Linked DNA regions of Cricetulus griseus: region 2 is linked to region 1. A link is a contact called in public Hi-C data. All regions are on one chromosome and are shown on one strand. The core of a region is the stretch at or near the end of the contact, and the rest is flanking DNA. Distances in the headings are between cores, read along the strand shown. Region 1 has its middle 92 kb from the start of Dusp22. Region 2 has its middle 21 kb from the start of Irf4.

What was found. Hi-C and Micro-C count contacts between places; a contact is called where the count stands out from the background.
Region 2: a Hi-C map of fibroblasts shows a contact between it and region 1, with 4 times the contacts expected there. The contact joins two enhancer-like sites. A contact is called at or near these places in 2 of 8 Hi-C or Micro-C datasets (fibroblasts and liver).

What each region holds. Positions count from the first base shown.
Region 1 is chr3:251,265,133-251,272,626 of CriGri-PICRH-1.0, reverse strand. No RefSeq gene overlaps it. Among named protein-coding and RNA genes, the nearest start is that of Dusp22, 92 kb to the left of the region's middle. Within about 2 kb of position 3,271, at least 3 of the 6 cell types and tissues checked have open chromatin away from gene starts, as enhancers often do.
Region 2 is chr3:251,431,735-251,439,228 of CriGri-PICRH-1.0, reverse strand. No RefSeq gene overlaps it. Among named protein-coding and RNA genes, the nearest start is that of Irf4, 21 kb to the left of the region's middle. Within about 2 kb of position 4,473, at least 2 of the 6 cell types and tissues checked have open chromatin away from gene starts, as enhancers often do.

The sequences.
Region 1 (7,494 bases), core at 2,022-4,521:
CCCCCAGGGAAACCTGTAAGCAAGGCCCTAAATTACTATGAGTAGGTATTTTATCACAACAGCAGAACAGCAAGCTAAGACAACATCTTTTTCGGAGGATGGCAGGAAGAAAAAGATGTTGCTTGTTGCTTCACTGACAATAGGTCTTAAGGGTTTATGTTCTTACTTTTCCTTCTCCTAGAGCATACTTGATATTTGCTATCTTTGTATATAGGTTTTTTTTTGTTTTTTGTTTTTTGTTTTTGGTTTTGGTTTTTCAAGACAGGGCTTCTCTGTGTAGCTTTGGAGCCTATCCTGGTACTCGCTCTGGAGACCAAGCTGGCCTAGAACTCACAGAGAGAGATCGGCTTGCCTCTGCCTCCCGAGTGCTGGGATTAAAGGCGTGCGCCACCAACGCCCGGCTGTATATAGTTTTGTATCAAGTCTGAATCTTTTTCTTTAGACTAAAAGGGGAATTGTAGTGAGAGATCCAACCAGCTTCACCTGTGCTGCTGACTACACCCGTTCGGGGATGGTCACAGGTGAGTACGTGAGAGTGTGGGATTCGGTCCGGGGTCCGGGACAGGCTTGCTCTCTTGGTTCGGCTCGGGTCACGGAGAGCAGCTGGGTGAGGATCCTTGGAGCTGGAACTTGTGGGTCATCAGTTTCTTATGTAAGTGATTTCTCCCCGAATAAAATTAACCTGTATTTATCCTAGTCCCGTGTATCTTCATGTGTATCTCTACAGTGGCATCCCTAGGTTGATGTAGGGGAGACTGGAGGATTGCTAGGGCTTGCCAGCTGATAGCCCAGGGTGTGCCATGTTCAGTGAGAGACCCTGTCTCAAGGAAACAAAGTAGCTAGTGATAGAGCATAGCATATGACAATCTCTTCTAATTGCTACAGGTGCTTATGGGTGCACCTACAAATGTGTATACACAGACATGAGAGACGGGAGGGAAAGAGAGGAAGAGGGCGGGAGAGGGGGAGAAGGGAAGAGAGGGAGGGAGACGGGGGAAGACCAGTCACAGAGATAGAGGTAAAAATTAGGAGGGAGATGTGACCACAGCAAGTCCATGAGACGCAGACACCATCGTTATGTGTCTGAGGACCATCTGAGAGTTCCAGGCAAACAGGTTACTCTGCTTCTCCACAGCAGCCCAAAGCCACCTGGGAGACAGGGACTGCCTACCACCTTCACAGGACTTAGTGAAAGCTCAAGAAAAGGCTCAGAGAGTAAAAGGCCCTTGTTGTCAAGTCTGGTGACCTCAATTTGACCTTTGGAGGGTAGAAGGGACGGGACTGATTCACGCAAGCTGTCCTCCAGCGTTCTCGCATGCTCTATGGCACACTATCTCCAGTAAATAAAGAGTAAAAAAATCTTATAAAATCGAGTTAGTGAGCTCTTTGTAATGAGAGCCCTCGCCACAGGAACAGGCTGTATCTTTCTGTGAAAGATGTATTTAAACCCAACCCTTGAGCTTGAAGAAAAAGATGGCTACTTCACTTTTTCTCTTTTACAAGCTCTATGACAATTAATCACATCTCACATTTGGGTCATCAAAACTGTGGACCCTGAAGGATTTTCTGTGCTACATTCACATTCTTAGTCATCTGAAGAGTCACACATCTATCAGCCTGGGAACTAGCCCTACATGGAAGCTGAGAGCAGTTCTGGTGTCTTTATTTTCAGTGTCATTTGTCACACAGTTCCTCCATTTCAGACTCCCTTTCTCTGAGTCACATCAAGGGAGGGTGGGGGGAAAAGGACTAAGTTCCCAAGTACCAAGAACTTGGAGCAAGCCTCAGAACACCAGCCACCAAGAGCCAGAACGCAAATGTGGGCAGTACTTTGCCCAAAAGGGCTACTGACCAGTTTTATTTTGTTTTTCTTGTTTTTTTGTTTGTGTTTTTTTTTTTTTTTTCTTTTTTGGTTTTTCAAGACAGGGTTTCTCTGTGTAGCTTTGGAGCCTATCCTGGCACTCGCTCTCGAGACCAGTCTGGCCTCGGACTCACAGAGATCCGCCTGCCTCTGCCTCCCAAGTGCTGGGATTAAAGGCGTGCGCCACCAACGCCTGGCTACTGACCAGTTTTTAAAGGGCAGAAATTGCCTAAAATCAAGAGCTATCAGTAGATACATGTTCTGTTTCTCCATCACATAAGGGAAATAAGGCACTTGGAAAGAAAGGAAACTGGTATTTGGGGGATCGGTTACGATCAATGATTTGGGGATTGGCCACAACTCTGATCCAGATGAAAATGTGTCACAATGAAGCCCCAGCAAGACACTGATTACAGAAGTTATGACAGAGTTTGTGTCCCTCCCACAGCCCTCTGGCTCCCTCCAGAGGACACTCTGCCACTGGCTTAGTGAAGATGATAGAGATTCATACAAGTAATTTGACTGGTCGGTTTTTGTCACTGCCCAGAGCTGGAAGGAAGATCCATCAAATATCCTGTTATGAAATTCTCAGCTCGGGTCCTTTCTCTGATTGGGAAAGCCTTCTTGGATCTCCCTGTGTGGTCTATCCTCTTCTGTGTGTGTGTGTGTGTGTGTGTGTGTGTGTGTGTGTGTGTGTGTGTGTGTGTGTGTGTGTATCTCCCCGTGTGGTCTATCTTCTTCTATGTATGTGGTCTATCCTCTTCTATGTGTGTGGATCTCCCTGTGTGGTCTATCTTCTACTATGTATGTGGATCTCCCTGTGTGGTCTATCCTCTTCTGTGTGTGTGTGTGTGTGTGTGTGTGTGTGTGTGTGTGTGTGTGTGTCTGTGTATCTCCCTGTGTGTTCTATCTTCTTCTATGTGTGTGGTCTATCCTCTTCTATGTGTGTGGATCTCCCTGTGTGGTCTATCTTCTTCTGTGTGTGGCAATGATAGAGTGTTACTATGTGGACTGGACTGTGAACTCCTTGCTCATTGCTGTTTCAGCAGATATAGTAAATGTTTAACAAATAAATATTTGTTGACTTAGCAATAAATGAAATGTTAGAAAATTCAGGCTCCAGGAAACCTATGGAATAAAGGATTAACACTTGCAAGGTGGCTTTCTTTCCGTTCAGTCTTGTGTCTCTAAGAACAGCTGTGGGAGGTATTAGCTTTTGTAATAGATGTGATTTAAGAGAGTTGAGGCATCATGAAGTTTCCTGGGAAAAGGAAATTGTTAATACGATGACTAATGTTTTAGAATATGTGATAAAAACATAAGCATCCGTAGTCACACATAAGCACAGGGCCCTGAGAGGAAAAAATACTTGATGCATGACTTACTGGGAAAGCCCAGGAGTGGCTCAGGGTAGACAAGAGTGAAGGGAAAATTTGAGGACATAGAAAGGGTTGTATGGTGCCATGACCAGAACCCAGCAGCCTGCTCTTTGCTTCAGACCCTCTGTCTCTATCATGTTTTCAGGTTGAGGGACACCAGTGGAGGATTCGTTTGTGTTGTAGGAACCATCCCTCTTCATCTATGTCGTTCATTTGAAACTGTAGGCTAATAGCAGATGACCTCAGCAGTGGCCAGTGGGCAGGGCAAATTGGCAAGAGTCACCAGAAACCCAAGATGGCAGAGCTACATAGTTCTTCAGAACACAGGAACATCCCGGGGTGCATCTTTGTGTGCATTGTGATTATTAGATCTAGGTTTGGGCTTGGAGTCCAAGCAAGGTTCATAAGTGAGCTAGGCATGGATCCCAGCTCTGTCCCTGGTTGGCTGGATAATTTCTACAGAAAAGTTGACTTTCTCTCACTCGCTTCATTTTCCTCTTTGAGACAGTACATCCCAGTGGTACAAGCTGTGACCTGGAGTTGGACCTCTCACTTTTATTCCAACACTGCCACCAAGAGCAGGGTGATTGCCGGCTTATTTCTCTCATAATGCTATACTTTAATCAGCTGTAAACTGAAGATGACCTGGTGGGCGTTGGTGGTGCATGCCTTTAATCCCAGTACTTTGGAGGCAGAGGCAGGCAGATCACTGAGTTTAAGTCCAGCCTGGTCTACAAAGCAAGTGCCAGAACAGGCTCCAAAGCTACACAGAGAAAACTTGTCTTGAAAAACAACAAACTAACAACCCCTCGAAAAAAAAAACAAAATGAAGATGATCAAATTACCCACATTCAGAGCTGCTATGATGGTGAAACAAGTTAACATGTGTAAGGATCCAGCAAGAGCAAGAGTGAGTGGAACACAGTCTTCAATATACCTCAGCTGTTATTTGTCTTTACTGTTGGCAACACACAGGGGTGACAACATGGTCTTAAGTGATTCACAGAGGAGAATACACCTGACATGTTTGTGTCTAGTTATGCCTCCTACTAGCAGTGTTCTCTTCTAGGTATAAGACTTCTGGAGTCTTAAGAGCCTTTGTCTAGAACTGAAGACACATGAATCCCTGCATTCTGTGTAGGTAACATCTAATGACAATGTTGTTTCTTTTGTATAGGTCTCATTTGAAAGAAAACATTAAGGTCAGGAAAGGCAAAGCCAGAGTCTTTTTTTTTTTTATTGTGTGCATAATCCTTACTGGGAGATTTGAGAGAAGGGACATGGCCTAATGGTGAGTTACAGGCCTGTGCTTGCTCACGAAGGGCTCCACTGGGACTGGTGGGGATTTGTCAGCCAACTTCTTCATCTGGTTCTCCATCTCTGAAGCCTGAAATTCTTACCCACAGTGGTGCACAGTGGTACTGTTATCTCAGTAGATGTCTGATGAGTCTAAAATCAATGTGTGTTTCAGAGACTACGCAAATAACAGATGATTAGTCCAAATGTGAACATTGGGTCAGGGACCTCAGAGTGTAACAGATGTATGGAATCCCAAAAGGAAGGAAAGTTTAACTCTTGCCTTTGTGCCCTTGTGACAGGGACGCTCTTTTTAAAACTTGTCGGATAGTTTTGGATACTTTGAATTTTAGTCAATTTCACCTCCATTCTCTTCATCACCTCCCCATACTGGAATGATTTCCCACAAATCCTCCCTCTGCTTCTCTCTCTCTCTCTCTCTCTCTCTCTCTCTCTCTCTCTCTCTCTCTCTCTCTCTCTCTGGCCCACTGAGTTCAATTAGAGTGTTAGAGTTTCTTTCTCAAGAATGGATAGGAGGTAATTTACTTGAGCAAGGGCAACTTGTCACTGAATACACTACTAAAAAAAATGGCATCTTTCCTCCAATAACTGTTAATTGCCAAGAGTCCCTGATAGAGGTGTAGTGCCTCATGGTCATTCCCCATCCATGATAAAATGCTAAACTGTCCAAGTTAGTGCTGATCTTATACAGATAGCTACAATTGCAGCAAACTCATGCATACAATAGCTATGTCATGTCTGGAAGACAGCTTTTTGCGGCACTATCTCCCTATCCTTTTGTCTTTGTCTTCTTTCTACCCTCTTTTCCATAATGTTCTCTGAACAGTTCTGAAAAGGGGCAGGTGTCTGGATGGAGCCTCTTAACCAGGGATGGAAAGTCCAGTACTCTTCAACCACCACCTTTCCCTTTGCAACTTAACTTAACTCTTTGTTCCAGCAAAGGCTGGTCCAAAGCTGATTTCCCCCTGTACCCTCATCTGAATACTTGGTTAAAGGGCACAAGGAAACCAGACCCAGCTTTAGGGCTGGACAGAGAGGCAGTGTCGAGGGAAGAAAAAGAGATGTGCTGTGAAGAGATATGCTTGCCTAATAGTTCAAGTGTCCAGACCTATGAGAGGGCATTGAAAGGGGCCACATGGAGAGGAGTGGAGACCCCCCCAGGCACACATAGCACCAACACAACCGAGTTAGACTTCTACTCCTCCAGATGTCTACTGTGTAGATACCAAAAGGATTGGTGTCCACTCAATGTGGACTGTCCCCCAGTGCCCTGGCATAGTGAACATAAATGAAGATTAGTTTGGAGGAGTGAGAGAAAGAAATGTGTCATGAAACTCAGGAGGCAGTCAGTTTCTCAAATGGGATAGCATGTATCCTAAATTCATATCCTACTCAATTAGACATGCATGAAAAACTATTCCTCCTCAGCAAATGGGGATGGCAATAGTCTGACTCAAATTAGCTCAAAGCCGCTGCAGAGCCTGAGCCTGGCCAGATGTCCAGCAGCGTGCAATGGATATTCCAGGGCTCTCTCTGAATGGTCCTCTCCTCAGTTCACTTTGCCCATTGGCCAAGTCTCAGTTTCAGCGTCTTCTACCCTCAGAGACCCAGCTGGGGGAAAAGACTTCAAAGAGGCCCTATGGAGGGTTGCTCTAGCTAACCTTTCTCTGTTACCTTTGACCAGTTCCTCCTATCTTGCAGTTCTTGGAAATATCATTTTCTCTATAGCTATGTAATGGCCCAAAAGGAGGCCTCAGGCCTCCTCAGAGGTTGCCCAGCACCTGTTTGCTCAGCACACCCTCCAGGTGTAGGCCTGCTGGGAAAGAACAGGAGTGAGACAGGGTGTCTCCCCCACCCCCACCTAGGCCTACAGCTGGCACAGGTTCCTCATACTCTTTACCCAAATCTTTAGATGAAGGTGAGACCAGCTGCAGACCAGAGTTTCTTGGGGCAGGGAGGTGAAGTTCAAAAGGGAAGCTGATGGAAGAGTGTACGACCCTCCCCCCCCCCATTAAGAGGTTCTCAGTCACATATTAGTCCCTGTTCCAAATTGTCAGTGTCACCTGGGGTAATCACCAGGGCTGGAAAAAAGGCCCAAGGAATGAAAGACCCAGCTAGCTCTTGGCCCCAAGTGACACTTTGTCAGTGGCATTTTTGTGAGTCAGTTGGATAAGAAATACACAATCTCAGACTGCTCTTAATTGTAAAAGAGTATGTAGAGATGGGGGAATATGGTGGAAAGATGCTTAAGTCACTAGCATCTGCAAATAAGGTTGGGGTCTATCTGAATCTTCTAGTTCGATGAGTTATTAGATTCCCTCTACCTAACCTTCCAGAAGGAGGGACCATAGTCACTTCCTGAAAGCCATTGCTGTCAGCAGGGCCTTTTATTTTGTTTTACGAAGCCTGTGATGTCAGAATATGCCATCCAGTGTTTCACTGAGTAGCTCAGGACCAAATTAATTGCTTCATCACCAAACAGGAACAAAAACATCTCAGCCTAGGAGGGCTTGTGTTCAGCGTTGAATAGCATTAAGTCAAGCCCTGGCAACCAACCTCCAGTAGCAGGTACTTCAGAGGACATTGCTGCCTTTGAGAGTTCTAGTCATCCAATTAATTAGCCATGGGATTTCCATTAGAAAGACATAGCCTGCCACTCCCAAGATAAGCATTCCATTCCTGGCTGAATTCATTTTAGGATGCAGTAGAACTATATGATGTTTCACCAGACAAAACCACAGTATTGCAAGTCATTAATGGTGACTATTCTATCATGAGAAACAAATACTAAATGGCAATTAGGCCAAAGCACCTGAGATCTTCCTTTCTGATGCTAAGGCTGAACCATGCTGAGATTACAGTTCCACTCATCAAGGATATTTTAAGGACGTATGGGGGGGGGGGTTAAAAATTGTGACTTTCATAAAGGAAATGAAA
Region 2 (7,494 bases), core at 3,224-5,723, 170 kb before region 1:
CTAAGGTCTTGCTACCTTTCAATTGCTGGTGACTAAGCCTTTACACGTAGGCTTTGGGGGACATTCCGAACCACAGCATTTTGGGTGCATAATAATATGCTCTGGTGCGTGCACCTACTGAGGAATGGCTAGAGTAAACTGGCTGATCTGCATTTCCTCACTTACTTATTTAGCAAGAACATGTATCTACTCTTCAACAATTCTCAAGTATATAATCCATTGTCTGTAACTCTGGTCACCATGTAGGTCCCATGAGTTTTCTTTTCTTCCTGACATTTTATGTCTGTGGTAGTACAAATTAAGCTACAATACACGGGATTGGATGATGTAGGTTCATTTTATTGGGGGGAAATCACATGAGAATACTGGGAGGATCCAAGCTCAACTGCCTCTGTGACCTGACTGGAACCAATAGAGAGCAAGCCTGTCCCTGACCCCAGACCAAAATGCCACAGCTCACAGATGTACCTGTGACCACGCCCAAATGGGTGGGGTCAGTGCCACAGGTACTTAGTAAGATCTCTCACTATGTGTGTGCTGTGTGTGTCCTTTAACTAATACCCCCAACCCTGGCCCTCCCCACGCAGGTCCCCAACCTCTGTTAACCGCTCGTCTACCCTTTGCTTCCAAGTTGGATGTCTTTAGTTTATGCACATAATGAGATTCTTCTGTGTTACCCTGTGCCTCGTCTATTTCACCACATGACAGCTCCCACATTTATCCATGCTGTTATAAACAGCAGGACTTTATTCTCCTATGAGCCCACCTTATAATATTTGCTTTGCATATTATTAACCATATTTATTATGCTGTGCAATAGGACACAGAAATCCCTTTTCTCTGTATAACTAAAATTTTTTATCTGTTAGCCTATGTTTCCTGAATCTTTATATCCACCATCTGCTTCTAAGAATGTGAAATGTATCTTTCTATCCCTGGGTGTTTATTTTAACATGATGTCCCCCTGATTCATCCATGTCATCACAAGTGTCCAGATTCCGTTCCCTTTGAAGGTTATATATTGTTTTATCATGTGTATTCGCTGTTTTCTTCATCCAGTCCTGTGTTGGTGGACATATTGTTTGATTAGATATCTTGAGTGCTAAAAACAAACACAGGAGTGCAGCCATCTCTTTCCCATGCTCATTTAAATTTTGGATATATATTAAGTAACAGGATTGTTGACTCACATATTTTATTTTGTTTTGAGAAATTTCACCTTATTTCCCATAGTGGGTGTACTAACTTAACTTCTCAGCATCAGTGATCCAGGGGTTCTTTTCCTCCTTGGGTATTCTTTTTATTACTCTATTTGTATTTTAAGCATGGGAGTGTTTGCTTACAGGAACTATGTGAACCATGTGCATGCCTGGTTGCCTACAGAGGCCAGCAGAGGGTGTCAGATCTTCTGGAACTGTAGCTATAGGTGGCTGTAAGCTGTCAGGTGGTTGTCAAGTGGATTCTGGGACCTAACTCCAGGTTTTCTGTAAAAGCAGCTCATACTCTTTGACCATGGAGCAATCACTGCAGCCCCAGGCATTCTTTTAAATCCTCGACTGCATATTTCTCTTGCTATATCTTATTTCTCCCTAGGAACTTCCAAGAGCAAGGATCACACTCTTTATTTCTTATTTTTTTTTCTTAGCAGACTTGAAATAGTATCAGGCACAGATACTAGCCAAAAAAGACAAAGGAGAAAACTGTGGACTGTTTTAAAAAATAAGGCCAGTTTTTTTTTTAAATCTGCTTTATTTTGTTGTTGAGTAGCATACAAAATCATGGCTTTCGTTATAACCTCTCCATGCATGTATGTCAACATTCTCCCCTCACATCGTTCGCTTGTCATTATCTCTTTTGCTCCCCACACCTCACCCCGCTGGTTGCCTTCCTTCCCCCCCTCTCTCTGTGTAATATACATCCTGCATATAAGAGGAAATATGCAATATTTGTTTTTCTGAGTCTTTTATTTTGCTTAAGAGATGATCTCTAGTTTCATTCATTTTCCTGCAAATAATATGTTTAGTTTTTTGTTTTTTTTTTAATGGTTGAATGAAACCCCCATTGTGTGTTGTTGATAAGCTTCGAGGCTGGTTCCCTACTATGGCTGTTGTGAAAAATGCAGCAGAAAAACATGAATGTGAAGTATTTTTGTGGTATGTCGATTTAGAATCCTTCGGCTGCAAACCCAGGGGTAGAAAAGCTAGATTATATAATGGTTACATTTTCTTTTTCAGAACTGCATACTCATTTCTATAGTGCCAGTTCCAGTTTACATGTCTACCAGCAATGTATAAAGGTTTCTCTCTGCTCAGCCTCAGTGCTATTTGGGGGAGTTCTCTTGATGACAGCTATTCAGTGAGGTGAGATAAGACTCCCAGGGAAGTTTTGGGTTGCATTGACAAGACGGCTAATGCTGTAGATAATTGAAGATGCACTTCACAGTCTTGCCCTTCTTTGGGAACCAGCCTTCCATTCGTTGATGACTCATCAAATGGATAATTTGTTTGTTTTTTGATTTTTTTCTCCTTCTGGTGTTTGTTGTTTTGAGTTCCTTATAGATTCTAGATATTAATCTGTGCTAGATGCTTAGTTGACAAGAGATGTCCCCATTGCTCTGTGGCCACCTCTTCACTCTGTTTCCTTTGCTGTGGAGGAGCTCTTAATTCAAGCCCATTTGTCAATCCTTGGGCTTATTTTCTATGCAACCAGAGTCCTTTTTGAAAAGAAAAGAAAAAACAAAACAAAACAAAACCCTTGCCTGTGCCTCTGTCTAGAGTGTTTCTCTCTAACAGTTTTTCAGGGCTACATTAAGATCTTTGATCCAATTTGAATTGTTTATTTTTATCATTGTTATATTATTATTATTGGTACAGAGTGACAGCAGAGCTAGTTTCATTCTTATACATGCGGCTCATTCTTTTCTTTAGCACAGTAATTTTGAAGAGGCTGTCTTTCTCCAATATATGCTCTTGGCACTTTTTTGAAGATCAAGTGGCTGTAGCTGTGTGGATAACAAGGCTAATTTTAAGGTGTTATTTTGGTTTCATTATTGTACAGTGGCTACACTCGGGTGCCTTCTCTTTTTCAGCTTTACCCTGGACACCAACCCAGAGGGAGAGGTGATCCTTAGCTTCTGCCAGGGCTTCAGAAAATCCCAACTTCTATTATTTTGGTGATTTTTAAGTGTGTGTGTGTGTGTGTGTGTGAAGGTTTTGATATGTAGCCCAGGCTGGCCTCGTTGAACTCACAGTGATCTTTCTGACTTAGCTTCCTGAGTACCACTGTGCTTGGCCCTCATTTTGGTTTGGAGGAGAGCAGAGCTTTAAATATTTTTTTAACGGCTGGTCCCTCTGGCGGTTTTGGGTGCTCCCTTGTCGTTTGTGCTGAGACGCTTTTGATACCACTAGTCAGCGATTTTGCAGAATGTCTCTCCATTGCCTGATGTTTGTTCTGGTTCCGTTGAGGTCAGTGCACTTTTGACAAAAATCCCACAGATGCGATGCTATGTCCTCAGTGCATGACAGCAACGGACGGTAACAGGGTTTATTAGTGTCACTGTTGCCCAGGATAGTCCTTCAGGGTTATAACTGAAGGGTTTCCCCACTGATTAGTGATTTGGTTTTTCTTTCTAATTGGTCTCTCTCTTGGGAGAGATAAGTCCAGACTATGCAAATACAGTCTCTCCCTCGTGCTGTGCCTAGTGATTCAGTGACTGTGGGTGGTCTGCCTAGAGTCATTACTGTCACATGCAATGGTGATTTTGTACTTTTCTAGTTTGTACTTCCACATCTGCTCACCTGAATTCTTCCACGGGCAGGAATGCTTCATCTTTCTACTTACTTATTCATCCAATTGCATGTCACTTTGGACTCAGGGGTATTTTTACACTGTGGGTTGGACTATAGTGCTCTAATAACTTGTTCAAATTACACCCGTTTGGCCCTGATTGGCTCTGCAGCCTTTTGACGTGTCCTTTCTTCTTCTTCTTTTTTTTTTTCAAGCACTTCCTTTTTCCCTGACTGCAAAAATGTCTCAGGCTCATCACATATTCTCTCCTTTTCAAGGCCTGGCATCAACCACTCCTCCCTGAAACCCATCCTGTACTGGAGCTTTTTCAACGTCATCATTGATTTCTGCCATTACGTTCTGTAGGAAATGCTGACCACCACAGGACAAGGAGCTGGCTGCTGAGACCCAGCCACAATCCATACCACCTAGAGCAGTCTCCACACAGCCCAGCACCTCCACAGTACTTAGAGCAACCACTCCATACCACCTAGAGCAGTTTCCACACAGCCCAGCAGCTCCACAGTACTTAGAGCAACCACTCCCGTCTCCTTTACTGGCTCTTGATCACTCAGCAAAACGTCCTGGAGAAGGGCCAGAGGAAGAACCAACTGCGCAGCAATTCCAGTTTCTGCCAGCCTGTGGAGCCTGGAACCAGGAATCAAACCTCTGTCCTCCTTTTCCTAAAAATAGTTCTTAAGGAAACAGGATCCAAGACAGTGCAAGGCACTCACACAGCCGAGCGCAGTGCAGGCAGCCAGGAGACGGGACATCTCAGCAGTGGCATCAGTGGCCTTGGATGTGTAAGAATTTGGTCAGCGTGTATTTACCAAATACATGCACAAATAACTGAGAGCCAGAGAGGGAAGCACTCAGCAGGCTGAGGACAATAAATTCGGCAATGGGCTTATGGCACGTTAGTGCTGCTCACTCCAGAGCTAAGTACCTGAGAACGCTATCTGGTGTCTTATCGTTTGGCAAAACCCTCTAAATAGGTGAGTGTGCTTTTCTCAGATTGGTCTGAACACCCCTCTGTGATTGCTGTTACTGCATTGCTGACACTAGGAGATGTACTGCTGGAGTCACAAAACGTCCTCAAGTGTGGCACAGTGAAGTGTGAATAATTTATATTTTACAAGAAAAGCCATGGGTTTCAGGATCTTATAGAACCATCAGATGTTCCAACTCACTCTGCAGCACAAGAACTTGGGAGCCCATAGAGACTCCCGGTTACCTTTGGAAGCTTGTGGAAAATCAGGGGGTTGCCTTTGGAAGCTTGTAGGAAATCAGGCTTTGAAGGTGCAGCCTGCTCTGGTGTCCACAGTGCAGTCAGCTCCGCTTCCTCCATCTTTGCTCCTCATCTCTTTGACATGATGCTAATACAACTCTGCCACACACTGCTTTATTAAGTGGAGACACCATTAAGAAGCAGCCTGTGAGACAGATGACAGCCCTGCCCCACCCGAACAGGCTTTGCACTTTTCCTTGTGAATGCTAGGCAAGTGCTCTACTACTGAGCCACACCCCAGCCCATTTGTTTCTCCATAGGAACATGATCTTGAGGAACTTGTGTGCTGCCAGCCCAGATCCAGTGTGATGCTATCATCTTTGCTTGGCCCGGTTCTGGTCAATGGGAGCTCCTGCTGGCTAGTTCTTAACCTTCAGTGACGACACTGTCCCTGATGGTTCTACAGACAGAGAGGCAGGGACTCATCAAGCTTGACCCAAAGGGACTGATGTGGGAAAGGCCCACAGGGGAGGGAGGGAGGCTTGTGTGGTGGAAAAGGGGAGAGGGTGCTGCCTTTGAGGAACCGAAAGGGCTGCAGGACTCTGCTGGTGGGCAAGTGTTGAGGAGGTGGGGCTCGGTGGGTACTGCTGCAAGAGCTGGGGCAAGGGAAGAGCTGTGTGGGCTTTGGAACGGCTGGTTAAGATGTAAGGGTGATCACAGCTAGTGTTCTTGCATCTTGGCCATGTAGAAGGTGCTGATAGATGTCACTGTTCATCACCACCACTGCTACTGCTTCAGCTGCTGCTATCCTCACCTCTGCCACCACCGTCAGCAACGCTTCTGCTGCCATGGCCACTGTCTAATACCAGTCTCTCCTGCCATTACTTCTGTGGCCGCTGGCATCCCTGAGGTTGCCTTCTGGTACTCTCTTCCTGTACCACTGTGGCTACTCCTTCTGCAGCTGCTGTTGGGACATCTGATGCAATGGTCACTGCCCACCACCTCTCCTGTCCTTTTCACTAATCTGTACTCAAGAAACTGTAAGAAAAATCCTTTAGCTGTGATCCTTCTGCATGTCTGAGGACTAGATCCCAGACAGTCCCTAAGCTGTGATCCGTCTGAGTGTTTGAGGACTAGCTTCTAGATGTCCCTTAACTCTGCTGGTAATTTACAGGCAAGGTGCTTCTGCCCAGGTAAGGGGAGCTTGTCTGCTGGCCTTAGGAAGCTCCCCATTGGAGGCCTGGAGTGACCGGAAGGCAGGGACTCCATATAAGCCTTCTTACCTACAGTACGTCAGCATGGGCTTTGTGGAAAGCTGGTTTCAGCCCTAAGCCTTCACTTCCTCAGCAAGCAGGTGCCAAGGATCTGTGCCTTACCAAGTACTGCTCCGGGACCAGTCCCCCCATTCCCCCCCCACCCCCCCTCGAGCTTGCATCTGAGTGAGCAGAGGTGTCTTATACATCTGCACAGCTATTTTTTCCTGTTGTAATGTTAAGTATTAAAATGTAAACCGAAATGATCCTCAGCCTAGACAGAGACAGTGACCTCACATGGGCACCTGTGAGGTGCCATGTGTCCCAAGAGAAGGTTCTATAGGGAGATGGCCTCTAAAGACCTGCAGGTGGCTGGGGTGTCTTCCCCAGGGACAAAAATGGCTCTCTGTATGTATCTTCCTTCAGTGGGGTTGTGGAGTCCAGTTTTAAGCCCCAAGCAAACTATTCAAACCAAGAGAAACAAATCCTTATGTTTGGAATGCTCAAAATGGATGTTTGAAATTGACTCTGTCTCCCAGGATGGGGGTGGGAGTGTAATTTCACACACACACACACACACACACACACACACACACACACACACACACACACACACACTGAGTCTGCTGTCTGTAGAGGGTCAGATCACATGGACTTAGGAAAGCCCCACACTCACTGAATGACAGGCATCTTTTTTGGAGGTTGGTTGATAAGTAAGACACCATCCCTAACTTCAAATATGAAGTCCTTCCCGCCCCCTCAGTGCGGTAACGCACCATACAAGAGGAGTCTCCTTGATTCTACACAGATGAAGGTCTGTAGAGCAACAAAGAATGTGTCTGGGGATGAGAGATGGTTCTGAAAAGCTCAGCCCTGGGGAAGAGAGAGCCAGTAGGCTTCCTACTAGACAGCATGCCAGACCAGGAGTCAGCTCAAGTGTTACCTGGGGTGGAGGCATCAAAGTGGGCAAGGCACTCTAAAGGGACAGCAGGACTTCCAGCATGGAGACCAGACCCTGGGGCGTAGCAAGACAGGCTCCAGGCACTGCCTCATCATGCCACAGTGCAGCCTGTTGTCCTGTCCTAGGCAGCCTGTGTCAAGGACCTGGAAGGCTATGACAAGCACTAGGCAATTCATTTAGACAATTACCTGCAGACTTGGGGGTTTGTAACTGAATCTCACAGGGACCTCACAATCTGCACAGCCAAGCCAGGCCTCAAAGGGCAG